Linked DNA regions of Danio rerio: region 2 is linked to region 1. Evidence: chromatin contacts called from public Hi-C data. All regions are on one chromosome and are shown on one strand. Each heading gives the region's core, a stretch centred on a gene start, on an enhancer-like site or on the middle of the called end of the contact. The rest is flanking DNA. Distances are from core to core; before and after follow the strand shown. Region 1 holds the start of rest (RE1-silencing transcription factor). Region 2 holds the start of atp6v0e1 (ATPase H+ transporting V0 subunit e1).

What was found. Hi-C and Micro-C count contacts between places; a contact is called where the count stands out from the background.
Region 2: a Hi-C map of hematopoietic stem cells shows a contact between it and region 1, with 1.7 times the contacts expected there. The contact joins the promoter of atp6v0e1 here to the promoter of rest in region 1. A contact is called at or near these places in 3 of 18 Hi-C or Micro-C datasets (caudal fin, hematopoietic stem cells and an unstated tissue) and 1 of 4 datasets of contacts at active chromatin or transcription factors (embryo).

What each region holds. Positions count from the first base shown.
Region 1 is chr14:58,497,695-58,502,220 of GRCz12tu, reverse strand. rest (RE1-silencing transcription factor) reads left to right here and starts at 1,881. Exons shown (of 4, transcript NM_001353866.1): 1 at 1,881-1,988.
Region 2 is chr14:58,654,821-58,659,346 of GRCz12tu, reverse strand. It overlaps atp6v0e1 (ATPase H+ transporting V0 subunit e1), which reads right to left and starts at 2,357. Exons shown (of 5, transcript NM_001006038.2): 1 at 2,149-2,357; 2 at 1,510-1,557; 3 at 1,023-1,131. The coding sequence starts at 2,252. The coding sequence ends at 1,038.

The DNA of each region.
Region 1 (4,526 bases), core at 632-3,131:
TGTATGCAGTGGTCAAATCCCTGCTTCTGTCAGCTTCCACTTTTAACAACAGTCAAATCTATTCCATCTAGAAAAAATGTTGAATATCAATAATCCATGCTATTATTACTAGATTAGACTATTGTAACTCATTATACTTTAAGATTAGTCAGAAAACCTTATCCCGGGTATAATTAGTTTAAAATTGAGCCCCTTATAACATGCTTCTCTTGGTTTTCAAATCTCTAAATGGCCTGGCACCTTCTTATCTGTCAGACATGTTGACTGAGCATCAGCCTGGTGGGTCTCTTCGGTCATCTAACCAGAGGCTGAAATGCAGGGGTGACCGTGCCTTCGCAGTAGCTGGTCCTAGCTTGTGGAGTGCTCTGGCCCTCTGTATCAGGTCTGTTTCATCTGCGTCTGTTTTTAAGTCTGTGTTGAAAACGTTCCTCTTTGATTTGGCATTTTATCAGTGAAAATTGTCTGTATTAGCTATAATATTGTATATTTCCTTTGCTTTATTTTGTGCTACGCCACTGATTGACATATATTGTACAGTAAAAATATACAATACTGTAAATACATATAGAGCAAGATTAATGGTAAATCAATTACTTTTGCTGTAGTTGATTTACACTAAGCTACTGGTGAACTGCTGCCAGTAAGTCACTGTAAATTCTGAAGGAAATTGTTAGCAGTGTTTTAATTTTAGAGCCGCTGTGTTTGAAGCACGTTTCAGTGTCAGGAATATTGTGTCATGATCTATGCAGTTATACAAACCTTTAGTTAAATATATTCCTCATTAAAACATGTTAACAGTTTAATCCAGAAGCCTTATGTTTACTCATTCACACGTGTTTCATAAGAATGCCCAACAGCATAATAATGATGATGCCCAACCACTACATCTTCACATTACAATGAAAGAGCAGGTGCAAAAATTCAATTATATAAATAATAACATGACATAAAGATGAAATAAAATAAAGATTAAAATATAAGGAGCTCTAGAGTTTTCCTGTTGTTCATATATTTCTATAAAAGAGAGACGATTGATGGCATCTTTTGTTTTCAATATCGTCAGGGCTTTTATATGAGGAATAATCTCATTATAAATGCCACAAAACATTGGGTTCAGCTTAAATGTTTATATAATCTTTGTGTTGTACAATAACCTGTATTTTTGTTGTATTGTTATTAACCCGTGTGTGCTGTTGGGTCATTTTCCTCCACTCTGGGCTGATTTTGAGTCTTAATTTGGTCTCATCTTTCAGCAGATATGATGATTTCTGCTGACTAATCTTATTCTGACATATTTTGGGAAAATGCTTGGGGGAAAAAAGCCATGACAGCAGATAATCATGCATTACTGACTGCTGCTGGTAGTAAAATTGAACAACAGACAATGGGCAACAACAAACAAATAAACAAACAAATAAATGAATAAATATTAAATAAATAAATAATAAATACATAAACAAATAAACAAACAAATAAATAATTTAATAAATAAATAAACAAATAAATAATTTAATAAACAATTTAATAAATAAATAAGTCAGTTGAGTAACTGATGAAAGAGCTGAAAGAGCTGATGAGATTAAATTAAATTTTTATTTATTTATTAATGCTTAAATACAATAATACAAACAATACAAATAAGAAAACAAAAAATAATTTTTATAATACAAAATAAAATTTTGCAGTTTGCTTACTTAAAGAATAAGTGTGCGGGACTTCAAAGGAAATGTTTAGTTTCAAGGCTTTGTCAATATTACTGTTCTTAACTGTGTTCATATAATGTTCTAATTATTTCGAAAAGGGTTTTCTAGTGAGTAAATTTGCATCGATGAATATGAATGAGCGCGCGTGTGCGTGCTGACGTCACTCCGCCGCGAGATGCGCGATGTGCTGGAATGCGTGAGTGGCGCTTCCTCGAGCGAAAGACGGAGAGTTTGGACCGAAGTTTACTTTGAGAAACACACCGCCCGAAGACGAGTCCACCGCCGGTGAGTGAGGGAGTGTGTATGAGTGTATGTTTGCGCTCGGTTTCCGCGGGGTTGACGGTGAGTTTGCGTCGTTTTGGACCAAAACTGAAGTTTGAGAGTGAAAATGGAGTCTGAGGGCGGAGAGGCGGGCGCTGTCCAGGGCTGATCTCAGGACCACGGCTAACGAAACACACACACACACACACACACACACACACTCGCACAGACACTCTCAGAACAGCAGAAAGTGCTGAAAGTCCGGCTCGATTAATCTGCTTATTAATAGACTAACTTTAACATTAGTGTTAAAAGTTAGCCACAAGTTCTGTCTGTTTTAACGCTAGCTCTCTCTCTCTCAGTGTGTGTGTGTGTATGTGTGTTTTCCGGAAAAACACTTTCTACGTCGTGTTGAATGTCCGTAATCTAACTTTATTCGTCAAAAGACACCATAGTTCAGATTTTACACGACTTTTTAACACTATCTTACAGTTTTTGTTAGTATTTCTGAGTAAATCCGCTACTTTCAATCAACTTTGAGTGTTTTCGGGGTTTTCTCCGTGACGTTAAATCTCCACATTTCGACTCTCCTTTGGTTTTACCCGTGTGTGTGTGTGTAAAACTCGGGTGTTTTCGGTGGTGTGTGTCGTGTTTCGTGTCTGTGTGCTCCAGTTGCTCGTGTTTGGAGCTGTCCAACAAGGTCAAAGTTTCTCAGTGCTGTTTTTGACGGTGTTTGTTGAGATTAACGCAGATTTTGCGTTCAGGCGACGCTAGATTTTGCGCTCAGCTGAAGATCTTCAGTGTTGTGGAGTTTCTGTGAGGTTTGCTGGAAAGCAGATGTAGTTCAGCCGTCTGTGTTTTCCCCTGCCGCTGGCTGAAGTTGGTGGTGCTGTTTTTAAAATGGCCGAACACACATTTCACACACAGGCCTCTGACACACACACACGACAGCACACACACACACACTGCGAGTTTGAGATTGTTTGTCTTTCTTAGTATGTCAGTATAGCAAGATACATGTACATATTTGTAAATATTTTCTGTAGTATACTGCATTACATGCATTTAGTCTGCTGTGATATACATAACTCTAATTAAAGTGTCTTCTTTTAAAGTTAAAAACAAGTTTAGAGAAATACAAAGTCAATGTATGGTTCAATAACAACACACTTATCCTGAGCTGTTCTTAATAATAATAATCCTCTCCATTTAGTCACTATTTAAGTGTTTTTATAACCGTTCATGGTTTTCCTCTGTTGAACACTTAAGATGATATTTTGAAGAGTGTTGGGGAAAATCAGCCATTGATATCTATAGTAGGAACAAAAATACTACAGAGGTAAATGATAATTTAATCTCCTCCTGTAATGAGGGCTGTTTTATTTATGTAACCCTTTTTGTATCATTTTAGTTTTAATCCTTTTTTTTTTCTTTGTATTGTTTTTTATTGAACATATAGTAATGTACAACAGCTGGACATTATCATTACATCTTCACATTACAATAAAACAGGTTTAAAAAAATTACACATAAATAAGGGCATTATGTAAAATAAATTAAATAATAAACTAAAACATAATAAACTAAAATACAACAAAGGATTGTTTTTTTTCATAGTTTTTATTTTCTATAAAGAAACCTTTTTATTTTAATTATTTTCAGGACTTTTAAGTAAGAAGGAATCTTATTATTAAATGCACAAAACACTGGTTTTACTTTCAAATGTTTAGATCTTTGTATTGTACAATAACTTTATTTACAGTTTTGTTGTCATTTTCATCCACTCTGGGAGAATTTTGAGTCTTAATTTGGCCTCATTTGTCTCCGTGTTTCAGTAAATGTGATGAATTCTGCTGACTAATCTCATTTTGACACATATTTTGAAAAATGCTTTGGAAGTTTTCATAAACTCATCAACACACTCTTGGACTCCCCTTTGGTTGTGTTGGTGCTGTTTTTGCCCCATTGACTTTTATAATAACATTATAATCACAAAAAATCATCAGAAGTGTGAAATCTACTAGTTTTGGATTATTTTAGATTAATATTAATTAGTATTATAAATATTAGTATAAATATCAGTATTTTTGGTTAAACTGTGTTATTGTGGACATGTTATTGTACACTAAACTGTTACTGTAGCATTTTATTTCTGAAAACAAGACAGTATTTTTGTACTTGTCTTGGAAATGTTTCTTAAATGTTTTTTTTCAATATTTGGACTAGAAACAAGACAAACACTGAGTAAGGAAATCATTATTGCAGTGTAGTTTGAGCATGTTGCCATACATGGTCTGGACCACTGAAGTGCTGGAATATAAATACTGTTCTGCTGTAATTTCCTAAAATAGGCCAGAGTTAATCTGTTTATTATAGTTTGGAGAAATGAGTAATCTGCTGTGTTCTTGAGTTAATCAGAATCAGTGCAGCTGAGCCGAGTCGCTTTATCTCATGTTTGATTTGATCTTTTCAGCTGCTGTGTTTTGTCAGAGAAGCCAAAAGTCCACTCAAAGTCCTGTTTTCACTTCACACACACACACTTTTAAAATTGTAAAATGCATA
Region 2 (4,526 bases), core at 1,108-3,607, 160 kb before region 1:
ACTAATATTACATTAAAAGTAGTAAAACAAGGATATTACAAATGTGAAAATAAACTCAAATATTTAAGTATTATTATATTTTATTATGTATGTGTGTGTATATATACACACACACACAAGTTGAAATATTACAAAAATAAAGTTTAAATATTATAATTTTATCAAAAAGTTTTATATTACAAAAAGTTGTAGTAATACAAGGATATTATAAATATTAAGAAAATAAACTCAAAATATTATGGAAATAATGTCTAAATATTATGAGAATAATGTCTAAGTATTATGAAAAAAAGTTTAAATATTACAAAAATGTCTAAATATGAGAATAATATCGAAATATTTAAAAATAAATTACGAAAATAATGTTGAAATATGAAAAGTTGTAGTAATACAAGGATAGTCAAAATATTATGAAAATAAACTCAAAATATAAGAGAAAAATTTCTAAATACGACATTTTTTTAAATATGAAAATAATGTTGAAATAATACGAAAATAAAGTCAAAAATATTATGAAAATAAACTTAAAATATTACAAAAATAAAAAGTCTAAATATTATAAGCCAAAGTAATATTATAGTATTAAATATATATATATATACACATACACACACACACACACACACACACACACAGTATTATAGTCAGATTATGTTTGCAATATTTTGAGGAAACAACACCGAGCAAAATGGCTGAGTTTATTCTCTAATATATCCACTCTACTCTCCTAACATTTCTCACAATATTTTGACTTTGTTCTGTAATATTTCAACTTTTGCCATAATATTTTGATTTATTTTCGTATAACTATGACTTTATTCCTGAACATTTCTCAGAATATTTAAACTTTATTATCTAAATATTAAGACTTAAATCTGGTGATCTTAGATCTTTTAGCATGGCAATAATACGCCATCGTGAACATACACTAGACACTACTCTACACACCACCTGTGGAAACATCCAGATTTTACTCTGCTCATTGGTTAAATGTGATGATGATGATGCTGTGGGTGTGTTACCGTGGCGACGGGTGTTCAGGGCCAGTGGTAGTACAGGTACCAGATGGTGTCGTTCTTCAGCACCGGCCCGAACAGAGGATTGAGCTGAGAGAGGATCGCTATCAGCCAGCTGGAGGAAGAGGAAGAGTACAGATGAAGATCAGGACACTCAAACACTCACCGCAGCGCCACCACCAGGCCCACAGAGGACACACACACACACACACACAGCTGATATCTGATGAATAATGCACACACAACAGACCAGAGCTCAGTTAAAACACACCCACACACACACCAGGAGACAAACACTGCCGTTATGCTCATCATCATCATCATCAGATAAGCACACACTGACCTGATAACAGCTGCTCTGATCAATACTGCGCTGATCAATAATGTGTTTGACCTTCAGCAGCTCTACTTCAGCACAGTGCACTCATATTCACTACAGTACAGCTGACAGACATCTATAGGTGAATTATAATGAACAGATCAGTCTACTTACAAGAGATAACAGCAGACAGCAGTCAGAACCAGCATCGTCACAATCACCCTGGAGAACACACACACACACACACACACACACACACACACACACGCTGCATTATTAATCAGTGTGTGTCAGATGATCACTCATACACATCAGCACTGGGTTATTTCTGCTCTAAACACAACCACTGAACACATTCACTGTCAAACTAGTGAACTTCACTGTGATGAAGCACAGAGAGGAGGAGGAGGAGGAGGAGGATCAGTCTATAAACTCCTCAACAATAGAGGAAACACAGCAGCAGACACTAAACAGGAATTAAACCGAGGTAAAGCACGGTAAAGGACATATAAACAGGAATAATTAAGGTAAACTAATGAAGGTAAAAGGTTAAAATAAAGAAAAAACTGGAGTAATACGGCGAAATAGAGCGGAACAGGAATCACTGAGGTAAAACTCGATCATGTAGAAGAAAAACACGAATAAAACGTAGAAAATCAGCACTAAAACACGGTGAAAACATGATTAAAGCCGGTAAAACAGGAATAAACTCGACTACAGCAGGTGAATAATAGCAGAGGTTAATAATAAAGCAGAGTGCTGTGTGTTAGGCGAGCTGAGCTGTGGGGAAATGCTCATGTTAGTGTGTCTGACCCGCGGTTTGCTCCTTTCGGGATGAACCATGGGATCACTCCGCCGACCAGACCCCACAGCAGGGTCATCACCGCGATCGCGATCCCAAACGTGGAGACGGCCATCGGTAATCTTCCGGTGTTCAGATTAATAACTTATCCACTACACGACAAACTTCGAGAAGTTCAGTTTCCGACGCTGACGATCATGTGACGCTGGAGAGAGAAGACACGTGACTGCCGCCTGGCTCTTCCTCTTCTCTCACACACACACACACACACACACACACTTAAACAAGCACTGGAACAGTAGTCTAATGAAATCATATCTTACTAATAATAAAGCAGATAAACTTATAAAATTAGGCGACACAGTAACTCAGTGGTCAGCACTGTGGCCTCACAGTAAGGTCTCTGGTTTGAGTCTCGGCTGGGTCAGTTGGTGTTTCTGTGTGGAGTTTGCATGTTCTCCCCGTGTTGGCGTGGGTTTCCCCCACAGTCCAACCACATGCATAGGGGAACTGATTGACTGGCCGTAGTGTATGAGTGTGAATGGTTTCCCAGCACTGGGTTGCAGCTGAAAGGGCATCCGTTGCGTAAAATATAGGAACATTTTGTTCCTATAATAGATGGCAGTTCATTCCACTGTGGTGAACACTGATGAATAAAGGGACTACACTGAAGGGAAGTGACTGAACTTTGTGCTTTATTTAACATTAATTGATTTTAAATTATGAAATAAAAATGTCCAAACCCCCGTTACACTATACATGTGATTCATACTTGCCCTGTTGAAAATCAAAAAAATCTGCACATAAAAATACACATGTGCACATACATCTACACAGAACAGCGAGAAAGAAACAATAACTTAGTCATATATAAACACACACACACACACACACACACACACACACACTGCTGTTTTCAGTAGATTAATGTGAGACCGGAGTGTGTTTAATCCACTGTAGTGAAACTCACAGCTTCAATAATCTGGCATTAATTATTGAAATGAACTGCCTGCATTAATGAGTTATTAGTGCGGTTCTGTAGAGCAGAAGAGGAACAGCACTGGCACTCCTCACTCACTCCAAATACAGTCTACAACTGAGCAGAGCACGTGACCTCCTGCATCCTCTTGTAAAGGAGCACTTCACTCACTCAGAGCATTCGCTTCTTCTGAACACAGATCTCCTGATGACCGCTCGTGTTCCTCTGATTATCTGCTGTTCTCCAGTGGTTTTCAGAGCATCTCGTTTTCTGTTCTACAGAAGAAACTCATCAAGGTTTACAAACACTCGGGGGATGTTCATGAGTGGGTGAACCGCCTGATGAAAACAGAAAATCACTTCAATATCCACAACTGAAGCCTTTAGAGTGGCCTACTCAAAGTCCTGACCTAAACCCAATTGAGATGCTGTGGCTCGACCTTCGGTTCTGGCAGTGTGTCTGAATGACAGTGGTTCTGCAGAGATGAGAGTCCAGACCAGGGATGGGCAAACTTGATCCTCGAGGGCCGGTGCCCCTCACACTAGTCTAACACACCTGAGCAAGCTAATCAGTGTCTTCAAGATCACAAGAAATCTATAAGCAGGTGTGTTTGATTAGGGTTGGAGCTAAACTGTGCAGGACACCGGAGCTCCAGGATCGAGATTGCCCACCCCTGGTCCAGACTCAGAGCGCTGGACTGCAGGAGCTGACGCCAGATCTGTTTAATGAACAGCATTAGTGTTCCTGCATTTGGATTTTTGACTCGTTTTCTTTTATCGATGTGTGTTCTTTTACTTGTTTCCTCTCAGTGTACAGCACTTGGTGACTCGATGTCTGGGAAAGGTGCTATATAGATAATCCTTCACTGGCTTATTGAGGAAACCTGTTGTCACACAGGGCTGTGCAGTCTTACACTAATAATCTCCATTTCTAAATGGCACGCGTTTACATTTGACTAATATTTAAACAACGCTGACAGACACGGCGTGACCAACACACACACAAATAAATGAGTGAGGAGACGCATTCCACAGCCCTGAACATCTCTCGACTGCAGAAGACTGATCAGTGCGAGTGCTGGAAGACTCCAGAGTTTGACATCTTCACTGTGGATTTGCAGGAATATTGAACACACAGAAAGCAGAACTCAAACCCTCCTGAAACACGAAAAGACCTTATAAACCCTGACACACACACACTGCGGCCAAACAGGAGCGAACATTTCTGTGTTTACGACATCAGAGACTCCAGATGATGCTCAAACAGAGACTCTCAGATATCTACATTAATGCGCGCGCACACACACACACACACACACACACACACACACACACACACACACACACACACACACACACACACACACAGCTGAACTCCGATTACCCCGTGTGTGCTGTTGGGTTGTTTTCC